2 separate regions of the Mus musculus genome follow, and region 2 is linked to region 1. A link is a contact called in public targeted proximity ligation data. All regions are on one chromosome and are shown on one strand. The core of a region is the stretch at or near the end of the contact, and the rest is flanking DNA. Distances in the headings are between cores, read along the strand shown. Region 1 holds the start of A330040F15Rik (RIKEN cDNA A330040F15 gene). Region 2 holds the start of Keg1 (kidney expressed gene 1).

Evidence for each region.
Region 2: a contact with region 1 is called in a targeted proximity ligation map of kidney, with 3 times the contacts expected there. A contact is called at or near these places in 5 of 39 promoter capture datasets (liver, macrophages, stem cell-derived epiblast-like cells and 1 more), 8 of 484 Hi-C or Micro-C datasets (the Patski cell line, cortical neurons, liver and 1 more), 3 of 130 datasets of targeted methods (kidney, large pre-B cells and liver) and 1 of 9 other capture datasets (pancreatic islet).

What each region holds. Positions count from the first base shown.
Region 1 is chr19:12,592,657-12,598,823 of GRCm38.p6, forward strand. It overlaps A330040F15Rik (RIKEN cDNA A330040F15 gene), which reads right to left and starts at 3,910. Exons shown (of 2, transcript NR_015503.1): 1 at 3,282-3,910.
Region 2 is chr19:12,692,703-12,698,869 of GRCm38.p6, forward strand. Keg1 (kidney expressed gene 1) reads left to right here and starts at 3,088. Exons shown (of 6, transcript NM_029550.4): 1 at 3,088-3,139.

The sequences.
Region 1 (6,167 bases), core at 2,660-5,159:
AATGATGTATCTAAGCCTTTCCTGTTACTCTTTTGGCCATATTTGATGGCTCATTGAAAGTTTTATCCACTTGAGGAAAGCATGGCAGATGGTCTAAGACAGCCAAGGAAGGGAGGTTTTGGTCATGGCAGCATAGAAGATGCCAACACTGCGAGACATGCTAGAGAAGGATGAGGAGAATGGACAGCGCCAGAGAGATGCAACTGAGATAAAAAAAACAAAAATATCATATCATATCACTGGATACAGAAAAGCATTCAGCAAAATTAAACAATAATTCACAAGCACTCTCAGCAAACTAGGAATAGAGCTTAATTTCTCAGTATGATAAAGAACTTTAAAAACCCTACATCTATTATGATATGTAATGATAGGAGACCTAAATGCTTTCCTGCCAAGATCAAACATGAGGCTATGATGTTTACTGTCACCACTCCAATTCAATACTAGAAGTCCTAGCTGATGTAATACAAGAAATACATAACACATGTATTAAAAGGGAAGAGAAAGGCTCTTTACAGAATACGTTTGTCTATGTATCTTAAAAAATTCCTAAATAATGAACAATAGCCACAAAAAGTTGCTGGGCCGGATGGATAAATGATTTAGTTCACTGTTGATGTTCTAACAATGTACATGAGGCTGAGGTACTTTTCTTTCCTTCCTTCTTTGTTTCTTTGTTTCTTTGTTTCTTTGTTTCTTTGTTTCTTTCTTTCTTTCTTTCTTTCTTTCTTTCTTTCTTTCTTTCTTTCTTTCTTTGTTTTTATGTGTATGGATGTTTTGCCTGCATGTATGTCTGTGCAGTACATGTGTGTCTGATGCCATGGAGCCAGGAGGAAGTTGTCAGATGCATTGGGACTGGAGTTACAAACAATTGTGAGCTGTCATCTCTCTAGCCCTGGTCTGGGTTATTTTTGAATAGTAGAAATTTGTTACTGTATCTGTGGAGACTGGGAAATCCAAGATCTAAGGACTTATGTCTCTGGTAAACCTCACTGCTTCCAAGATAGTGCCATTTGTTGCATCTTTTGATGACAGAAGGTGGAAGGACAAAGAGGCTTGATCTTTAATGAAGTACTAATGTCAATCATGACAGCTCAGCCTGGTAATCTTACTCCACTGAGCCTTAGGTAACATCTTACCAACATGCACGTTGTGGAGGGATCTATGTATATTGAGACCAGAGTGAAAATTGAAGCAACTGTAGAGTGAACAGATAATAACAAAAAATTCTTATTTACCAGCAATTAGCAATTGGAATCTGACATTTAAAACAATGTTTTTTACTCTGAGTGTGTCCTACTTATAATATTCCAACTTAGCTTATTATTACAGTTTGTGAATCAACAGTATATACTACTGATAGGGGACGAACACATATATAAATAGAATTGAATAGAGAGATTTTGAAAATGGATAGGTTCACGGAATATTTGCAGGTGTATTTGACAAAGGTACCAAAGAAATTCAGATGAAACTTTTTCATAAATCACACTGGAGCAAGAAGTCCCCAAAGTCCCAACAGAAAGAAAAGGCAAGGAGGGAGGGAGGGAGGGAGGGAGGGAGGGAGGGAGGGAGGGAGGGAGGGAGGGAGGGATCATTTTCCACATAATAATTAATTTAAATTGTACCACATATCTAGGTATAAATTGTAAAATCATAAGCCTTATAAGGAAAAGCAGAAAAGTCATCAAATCTAAAAGACCGTCAAGCAATTCTTACACTAAATACAGAAAGTGGAAGCCAGAAAGTTGTAAAAAACAAAAACCCTGTTAAGGATGAAAAGAGCCTCCAGCTTGATAGAAGATATTTTCAAGTCAAGTATCCAAAAGTTTTCATTGAGGATATTTTTAATGTTCTCACTTCATTTTAAAAGTAGCCAAACACATGAACAAACATTTCACAAAGAAGATGCAGAAATCAAGAAGTCACATAGGGAAACACTAAATAAGCATCACTATTATTAACACACGGCATGTTCACACACATTAAAAGCTCAAGAAATATCATGACACCCCTAATAGAAACGCTAAAAAAAGTATACTGATAATAGGATTCACAAAATGGCCCAGTGGCTAAAAGAGCTTACCACACACCAAATAACCCAAGTTCAATGCCCAGGACCCACATAATGATAAAAAAGAACTGACTCTACAAAGTTGTCCTTCCCTCTCCACATACACACTATAGTTTGTGCCTCCTCACAATGATGCTGATGAGGACGACAACGACGACGACGATGGTGATGGTGATGGATATGAGGAGACTAGATGTTGAGTACATTGCTTGGTCAAAGGGAGAAACGGCACAACCACACTAGAAGACTGGCTCCAAATCAATGGCTGGGGAGCTCCTAGATCCTAGAGTAGAAGATGCCACTGCTAATTCCTAAACAGTCTTGTGTCAAAATTCCTTCTCAATATTTATGTTTATGTCCATAGGCCTAGGCAGAAGCTTTCTTTAAAATATGGGTATTATTCAACACAGAGACTCATACTTACTTGTTCAAAGTGTTGAGAATAATACAGAGTTCTCAGCCCTAAATGGGACGTCTGTATTAACCCCTTATCAAGTTCTGGACAGTAACCAAGAGCCGTGGAATAGCCTGTAATGCTTTGAGGGGTTGTGTGGGGCAGCTTTAAAAGGTAACCCACACCTGGCCCCACACCTGGCACTAGGCTTTTTATTTGATAGTCATTAGTGTCTGGGGGTAGTTCTAATTAAACCCATTTTATGTATGTACATATACAACATCCAATGGGTACAGAGTATAAGAGTCTATTTCTTTGTTTCATATTGACTTTCAAAAGGCAGTACAATATTTCAGCCTGCTCTGATTTCTACATAGACAGCATAAAGTTTATACCATAAACGCATGCATCCCTTGGCACTGACTTTCAGTGGTCACAACTGTGACGTTTGACCAGCAGAGAGCATGAAAGCTCTAAGATGCTGGTGCAAACTGACAGAGGGCGTGGCTTCTGCATATCTGACACACCTCCAGGATTCAGGCCTGGATGAGGTAATAGCAGGCCAGAAGAAGAAGGCGTGGGGCTGAGCGTGCGTGTGTTCGTCAGTGTGTGTATGTCAGTGCGAGCAAAAGCCCTGGTGAGACTCAAGTGTAGGAGCTCTGGCCGCGGATACAGCCAGCGCTGAGCTGAAAACAGACAGGAAGTTAGTGGCTGCAAACCTCAGTCCCCGCGTTGGCCCCTGGGACCGGGATGGCAAGCGAGCTTTTGGACACCCGGGGACCCGGGAAGTATCCGCGGGCGTGAGCTCACCTTGGCGTTCTTCCGGGGAGGGGAGACACCTGGAAGCCTCTGAGCGGAGCCCCAGGGAGGGAGCTGTGCCACCGCCGTTGCCTGGCTCCCAGCGGAGAGAGGACGGAGGGCGTGACCATGCAACTCCAGCGAGGCTCAACTGGTGCGAGGCGGGTGCTGCGTCGCGCTTGGGCCGTGCGCCCTGGGTGGCTTTGCAAGGCGGGCGGCGAATGTGCAGGGTCAGGTTTTTTGCATGAAGCCGCTGGACCCCTCGGAGCAGCGGCAGCGACAGGGGCGGTGGAGCACAGTTGGAGGCGGGCAGCTACGGGTCCGCGTCCCGGTGCCTAAGCGACTGCAGACTCCCCCATGAACCACAGCTGAGGCTTCCCGGGAGGCGGTGGCGCCCGAGGCCGGGTGTGCAAGGACGGGGAAGGGAGCATCTCAGGGCACTTCATGCTCCAGACCTCAGCCTTGGACCCTAGTGGTGTAGGAATGGCTGACCGATCATGGCGGCTGGTGTCCCTACAGCCCTGCTGTGAAACACCACTTCAAGGCGGTGCTGCGCTGGTCCACGCGCGGGGCCAGCGTGGTGTTGGGCTAGGTGGAGAGACAGATTGCCCCCTACATCATCGACCTGCAGTCCATGAACCAGTTCCGCCAAGACACGGGTGAGCCATCCAAATCCCTGGTCTGTCCACTGACTCACCCAGTGACTAGCTTTGCTTACTGATGTCCTCACGTGATAGGTGTTGAGGGCAGGTGTTTCCCTTCCTTAGATCCTCACAGGATTCCAAGACCACCTTCAAGTATTTGTCCTGGCAAGTAGTTTAAATTGTCTTGATTATACAAACCCAGCTTCGGCCTAGCTGCAGGAGACCCCTTTATGCCCCCATCGCCACCCCCAGCCCCTACTGGCCCTTAGTGCAGGAATTCTAGGACTTTGCAGTTCCCAAGGAATGCGGGGTCTTCAGCAAGATACTGCTGGAGCCCTTTTACTGCTCACACCTCAGCTGACTTTGCTTTGCCTCAAGCACCTTTGGGGCTGCCGTACACCTCCCCCTCCCTTCAACCTGGCTGAATCTGGCCCTCTTCTATGGACCCCCCCTTCCCACTGACAACTCCTGGATGTAAGATTTGGGAAGCCGTAGGGTTCCTCAGTGTCTAGTTACAGTCTAGTGTGTGAAAAGTGCTGGAAAATTACTGGGAAGAGAGATTGGAGCCAGGGATTCCAGAGCTGGAGCATCTGGATGTGGTGGAGAGAAGAACCGGAGGACTGGGCTCCGGAATGCCTGGCAGAGAGGCTCCTCCCTTTGTCCACAGAGGACAGGACAGAGTGAACATTCTGCAACATTCTCCAACAGCCTGCAGAGTGGAGAATGTCTTTGCCAGCTATGCCTCAGACAGGGGCTGGGCGTCTAGAATATATAAAGAACTGCAGTAATTAAACTTCAAAATAGCTAGTCAATAAATCAGCCAATGAATGGAAGATACCGTTCGCAAAAGTAGGACCACATATGGACACCAGAGATTAAAAAGGCGTTCAGCATTCTTAGTTACCAGCTGAGTGAAAATTGAAGCTACGTTTTGGATTCCATCTTCCCCTAGTGACAATTACTAAGATAAAGAAAAGAGACAGCAGTGCTGTTGAGGTAATGTAACCTAGTACAGCCATTATATAAATTAGTATACATTTCTAAAAATTAAAAAAACAGAACTTCCCTATGATCCAGATATACTTCTGAGTGTGTGAGTGTGTGTATGTGTGTGTGTGTGAGTGTGTGTGTGTGTGTGTGTGTGTATTCTACCACAGAGATACCTGCACATCCACATTTATTGGTTTTCTATTCAAAATAGCAAAGAAATGGAACCAGCCCAAATGGAGCCAACAGATGAATGGATAAGGAAAACGTGGCACATATATAAATGGTATTTATTCAGCTGTAAAGAAAAATGAAATCACATAACTTACAGAAAAATGAATGAATATGGGAATTAGAAAAAAAAACCCTCCAGATTTAGACAGACAGCACATCTCTCACATGTGGAGCCTAGCCTATAAAGTCTGTCTGTCTGTCTGTCTGTCTGTCTGTCTGTCGTATGTAAGTTGGGGTGAATTCCTTGACTGTAGGCTCTGGAATCAGAAAAGAGTGCACAAAGAGGGAAAGAAAGTGTTGCAGAAGTAGAGGAAGGGCACAGGGAGGTGAATGTGGAGATGGAGGATGTGTGTAAGGTACAGTGGGGAGGGGGTGAGGGTATGGGGGGTGAGAAAGGTGAGGTGATTCAACAAAATAAATTTTGTCTGAAACTGGCACAATAAAACCTAATTCTGTGTGTTAATTATTAATGAAAAATAAACTATTTACAAAATAAAACTATGAAGACTGAGAAGTATGTACAAAGATGCCTCTTATGTTGTTCTTTTAAAATAACAGTAAGATTTTGGGGTGTCCTAAATTTCCAAAACAGAAAAATAGTTAAATAAATCACAAATTTCTGTGTCATAATTCTGATCATTATGTAAACACTAAAGCTAACTCTAAAAATAATTTTCCTTTCCCTTCCTCCTCTTCTTCTCTTCCATCTCATCTCCACACTCCCTTTGGAACATAGTTGCAAAGTTTTCAGTTACCCCAATACCCAGACTTCTTGCTAGATGCGATTATTCAATGGATTCTCTTAAGGGGTATTAACATCAAATTTGGAACCCAGAGAACTGACGTCAAGGTTTTTGTGCTTCAGTGAGATTTTTGTAGTGTCCATAATGCTGTGTAAAAGAAAAACTGGAAAGCTATCCAAACTTGGCTCTGCTAAAAATCACAAGGTAAGTGAAGTATGGGAGTTGCCGAGTTCCCTTTGATTTCTGGATCCTACCTGACACTAGCAAAAATGAGCAGTTTCAAAATCACC
Region 2 (6,167 bases), core at 1,838-4,337, 99 kb after region 1:
CCAAAAGCTTGGAATACCCAAGATACAATTCACAAACCACAAGAAGATCAAGAAGAAAGAAGACCAAAGTGTGGGTGCTTTGGTCTTTCTTAGAAGTGGGAACAAAATAGTCATGGGAGGAAATATGGAGACAAAGTGTGGAGCAGAGACTGAAGAAAAGACTATCCAGAGACTGCCCTACCTGGGGATCCATCCTATATACAGTCACCAAACCCAGAAACTATTGTGGGTGCCAAGAAGTGCATGCTGACAGGAGCCTGATCTAGCTGTCCTCATTATTAATAGCTGAATAGTATTCAGTTGTGTAAATGAACCACATTTTCTGTATCCATTCTTACATTATAGGACATCTGGGTTATTTCCAGCTTCTGGCTATCACAAAATGCCAATAAGACAAATCAACAACCTACAGATTAGAAAAACATTTTTACTAACCCCACATCTGATAGAAAGCTAATATCCAAAATATATAAAGATCTCAAGAAGCTAAACTCCAAAAAACAAACAAACAAACAAACAAACAGCCCAATCAAAAAATGGGTTATAGAACTAAACAGAATTCACAACAGAGGAATCTCGAATGGCTAAGAAGCAATTAAAGAAATGTTCAAAGTCCTTAGTGATCAGGGAAATACAAATCAAAACGACCCTCAGGTGACAACACATGTTGGAGAGGATGTGGAGAAAGAGGAACATTCCTCCATTGCTGGTGGGATTGCAAACTGGTACAACCACTCTGGAAATCAATCTGGAGAGTCCTCAGAATCTTTGAAATAGATCTACCTGAAAACACAGCTATACTACTCTGGGGCACATACCCAAAAAGATGCCCCATCTTGCCACAGGAGCATGTGCTCCACGATGTCTATTTCTTCCCAGGAGCCCTTTACAACGTCTGAGAGAGGAGAATCAGTCTTCTCCAGGGATGAGTCCTTTAATTTGTTATTCAATACCAAGTTGCAAGCTCTAAAAGCGTAGAGTATGAGCAACAGTAAATAGACTCAGCAGTTTGCATTTATATATTTATGTATGTAACGAGAGAGAGTGAGGTGAGGCAGGGAGAACCTGGAGGATTTGGAGTAAGGAAGGACTAAGTGATGTAAATACAGAATTCATATATAATCAAAATGTTTTTTTAAAAAAAATGTCTTTATTTTGTGCATGTGAGTTCACTGGTTCTCTCTTCAGACACACCAGAAGAGGGATCCCATTACAGATGGTTGTGAGTCACCATGTGGTTGCTGGGAATTAAATTCTGGACATCTGGAAGAGAAGTCAGTACTCTTAATCACTGAAGCATCTCTCCAGCCCCGCAAAATGATTTTTAGTATATATAATTAAAAATAGTTTTTCATACAGTATATTCTGATTATGATTTTCCCTCCCCCAGTTCCTCCCAGATCACTACCTCCTCAACTCCTGATCTATCCATTTCTCTACCTCTATACCTCTCTACATACCCACCCACTCAAATCTCCCTCTCTCTCTCTCTCTCTCCCTCCCTCCTTCCCTCCCTCTCTCCTTCTCTTCTCTCTCTCTCTAACAAAATAAATAAATATTCCAGAATAATAACAAAAGAAAAACACACGCACACAAACACACACATGTACTCACCACATGAACTCACGCACACACATGCAAACACATGCATGCAGATACACACACGCACAAAATAAAACCTATAAGAACACCAAAATTGAAACCATAATATACAAGTAAATGAAAAGACAAACTAACGTAACACAAACAAACAAACGAACGAACTATACGTTTTCTACAGTTACAAAGTTGACTGAAGCTAACATATTAATATTTATCTGGTTTCTGTGGTGGCTTAGTAAAAATGGCCCTCATTGGCCCATAGGAAGTGGCACTAGTAGGAGGTGTAGCCATTTGGAGGAAATGTGTCTCTCGGGGTGGGCTTTGAGGTTTCAAAAGCTGGGTAACACAATTGTGGGGCACAGCAACTAGCATCCTAGTTTAGAAGCTATTCTAAGCTATTCCCAGCAGATCTGCCACCTAAACCGGGGCTTCTGCTACCTACGTTGTGTCCTCCATCATCTCTCCTGTCCAAAAGGAAGTCTTCTTTTTCCTGCCTCCCTCTTCCTCTCCCCAACCCGTAAGTCCTGCCTACTCCTCACTCAGTGATTGACGGTCCCCTGAAATCTTTATTCATTAGGGGGAGGTTTTGTCACAGGGGTCCCCAGATAGTGGGCCCTGCAATGAAATTATGTCTTCCTATCTCATAGTTTATACAACCAACAGGGGGATCTTCAGTCTGTCTGTGCTAAAATCCCCTTTGCTATCAAGAGTGTTACTGGGGCTACAAGGATGTGTCAGTGGTTAGGAGTACTGTCTGCTCTTCCAGAAGACCCAAATTCAGTTCGCAGCATTCACACAGCATTTCATAACCATCCGTAACTTCAATTAGAGAGATCCAACACCTCTTGTGGCTTCCTCAGGTGCCAGCCCCTCACGTGGCTCACCAAAATACACAAGGTGCTCATGTGTTTTTATATAACATGCATACACATAAAATAAAATGTCTGTCAAAAGAGTGTTACTGCTGACTGCTTGTTCAGCATCACTATGAGATGATTGAAGCACACACAGGCATGGGACACAAGTTCGGAGGAAACTTTTAGCTGCTGTATATATGAGGTTGCCTGCTCTGTATGTGTATAGATAAGGAACTCTAATTTTTACAGAGCTAATTTCATCCAAGTCTTCCATCTTGCTAGTGCAGCAGGCAGTTAGAAAGTGGGGGGAGCGGTGAGAAAATTTATATTTTGTAGACAATTACATATCCTTTCTAGACATAGTCTGTTGATTTCCTATGAGCCGAAAAAAAAAATAATGCAAGCAAAACTGAGAGGGCACACACAATCTGTGTCTCAAATTTGCATTGTCATTTTTCTGTGAAACACATTTGTGGGGATACTACTGACTCTCAAAGTAGCCAGCATTCTGTTTTCCCATTTTCTAGGAAAAAAAAAAAAGCAAGGTCCACAGTACATCCTAAGTCTAAAGATTTCTGTAAAACATTTACCAAAATCACTACAAATACTGGCATTTTAAGGAAGAGGCACTGCTTGTTCTTTGTTCTGAGGAAGCTCTCTGTGTGGATACGGAGTTATAGGTAAGGGCTTACCACAGAAGAACGCTGATTCCCTGTTCTTTCCCTCATACTAGGTGGGAAAAGTCAAACATTGTTGGTCTTAGATAAGAAGCAATGAGCTTTTTGCGGGTGACTATACAATGCACAGGGGGAGTTTAATCAACTCAAGAAGTATATATACCTACTAATGTGCACCATGGAAAAATCTTTTTTTTTTCATTTTGAGATTATAGTTTGTTTACAAGATTTCTCACTTTCTTCCCTCTAAAGCTGCCCTATACTCCTCTATGCTTTTTCAAATTCATAGCCTCTTCTTAAACTAATTGATATTGTCTGTATCTATTTATATACAGACATATTTCTAAATATAACCTGTTCCATCTGTAAAATGCTACCTATATTTATGTTTTTAGGCCTGACTCTTTTGACACTGAACAACCTCAGTGTTTCCTCTCAGAGAAAGCCAAACTCTCTCCTTCCTAGCTGTCCTCCATTGCCTGTAATTCTCTGTGCAATTTTGAGGCCTTGTGGGCTTTTCTCCCTCCAGTCTTGTGTGTTTGTTGATGTCAAAATTTTTGAAAGAACTATGGCAAGTTTCCATTTCAAACAGATAAGTGCTATGGAGAGAATGTGAAAGCTGGCTAGTACATTTGGTTAGCAATATTTGCAAAGAAACTTGCTATTCTAGCTAACATTTATTTATTCAGCACCTGTGGTACAGGGATGCTGGGCAGATGATAAATTCTTTAGCTTGCTAGCAGATAGTTCTTTCATTAGATAAATACTTAACAGGGGAGTAAAGTGCTTCATACATGTCTGAGATAGAATATGCTGAGAAATATGAAGACGGATATAAAGTGGTTTCACTGTTAACTGAAATGATCTTTAAGAAAGGTAACTTAGAGATTTGATCTGTACTGCTCACATGATGGAGTATTCTAAAATATTGATTCCATTTTAACTCATCTTTCTATATTCTTCCATATTCTTATGCATATTTCATATTAGATGTGCATAAAATCATAGTTATCAATTTCAGTCAAAGTCTGTGTACTACTTCATTTTATATGTTTTATCCTTTTAATTTAGTACTTTTCTACTTGTACATATGCATCATGGTACGTATGCATTTTGTGTTAATAGTTCCTTAGATCACTAACAGATTGTGAGCTTATACTTAGATAATGTCATCATAGTTTAGACACAATCATAATGTTTCCATAACAACTGTTTTTTAGATTCACTTTCTCTGAATTGTTTTCCCTGGATATATTTTCAATAATGTGAAAACTCAATGTGACGATCCTAAAAACCACAATGGACTTTGTCTATGACAATGCTAAGACTTCCCATTCATTCAGTCTCTTTGGGTTTCAATTTGCACCATTAACTGGACATTGTGCTTTTGTAGTTGTTGCCATTGCCATTGCTCATTTAGTGTGTGTGTGTGTGTGTGTGTGTGTGTGTGTGTGTGTGTGTGTGTGTGTTTACATTTGTCAAGCACTCTTATGTTATTCAATTTGCAGGCATTATAGCAGTGTATATGATTTTGTATCAAAATTTACTTCAAGTTTTGTGACAGAATCTCAAAAAGTGCTTCTAAAGAAAAAGTCGGACTGCCTATAGGAATATAAGATTCCCACTATTTTGATATTCTCCTAGCCGGGCATGGTGGCGCACACCTTTAATCCCAGCACTCGGGAGGCAGAGGCAGGCAGATTTCTGAGTTCGAAGCCAGCCTGGTCTACAAAGTGAGTTCCAGGACAGCCAGGGCTATACAGAGAAACCTTGTCTCGAAAAACGAAAAAAGAAAAAAAAAAAGATATTCTTGAGGACATTAGAGTAAATATCAGGAAACATTTTGTTTCTCATACTGAGAGAAAAAAATGTTGCTATTGTCATCTATTAGAGACACAGAATCTTCTATATGGTCAGTGGTATGCAAGATTGACTCTAAAAACCAAATAATTGTCTTAGACAAAATGTAAGGGAATTCAACTGTGTATCTCTGCTCTAGACTTACCAAGAAATAGAAAGAAAAGGCACATATTAACAATACCAGGAAGGAGGTAGGGAATACTACACAGAGAATACAGACAACAGGGGAATGATAAGAAAATAGCTTTAAAAAATTTATGCCATAACTTCAAGAACTTGGATAGCATTATGCATTCTCCTTGAGACTCAGTAACTACAATTTATCAAATAAAAGAACTATCTGTGAACTTAAAAATTTAAGATTTAGGGCTGGTGAGATGGCTCAGCAGGTAAGAGCACCCGACTGCTCTTCTGAAATCCGTAATGAGATCTGACTCCCTCTTCTGGAGTGTCTGAAGACAGCTACAGTGTACTTACATATAATAAATAATAAATTTTAAAAATTTAAGATTTAAAATTAGACTCTTAAGGGAACACAAAGAAAATGGAACAGAGAGATTTCACAATGATTGCAAGGCAAAGTGTGGTAGTACACCCCTTACCTCAGAGTCACAAGTACACAAGAACAGTTTAAGAAGGGAGTTTTGAATCTCATAATAAACTCCCCAGCACAGCAGAGAAAACATCACTTAAGTGATGACACCATCTACTTAATGAGAAAAAACTTTCCCACCTACACATCAGGCAGGGATTGATATCTAGTATAAAGAACTGCAAAAATTAAACACCCAAAACTCAAATCATCCAAGTCAGTAGGGAGCTAATGAGCCACATAGGCAGATCTGAGAAGTACAAATGGCCTATATATATTTTTAAAAGTAGTCAGTACCTAAGGAAAGGCAAAGTAAAACTGCTTTGACAGTCTATTTTACCCAGTCAGAATGGGCCATCATCAAGAAAATAAATGGTAGCAAATGTTGGAGAGGCTGTGGGGAAAGCAGGAACCTATGCACTGCTGTTGGAGATGTAAACTGGTGAAATTACTGTAGCAGTCAGGGTGAAGGTGCCTCAAAAAATAAATAATAAATAAATAAATAAATAAATAAATAAATAAATAAATAAATAAAACTATTGTATTGAGTAGTTACATCATTCTTGCTTAGGTAAGAAA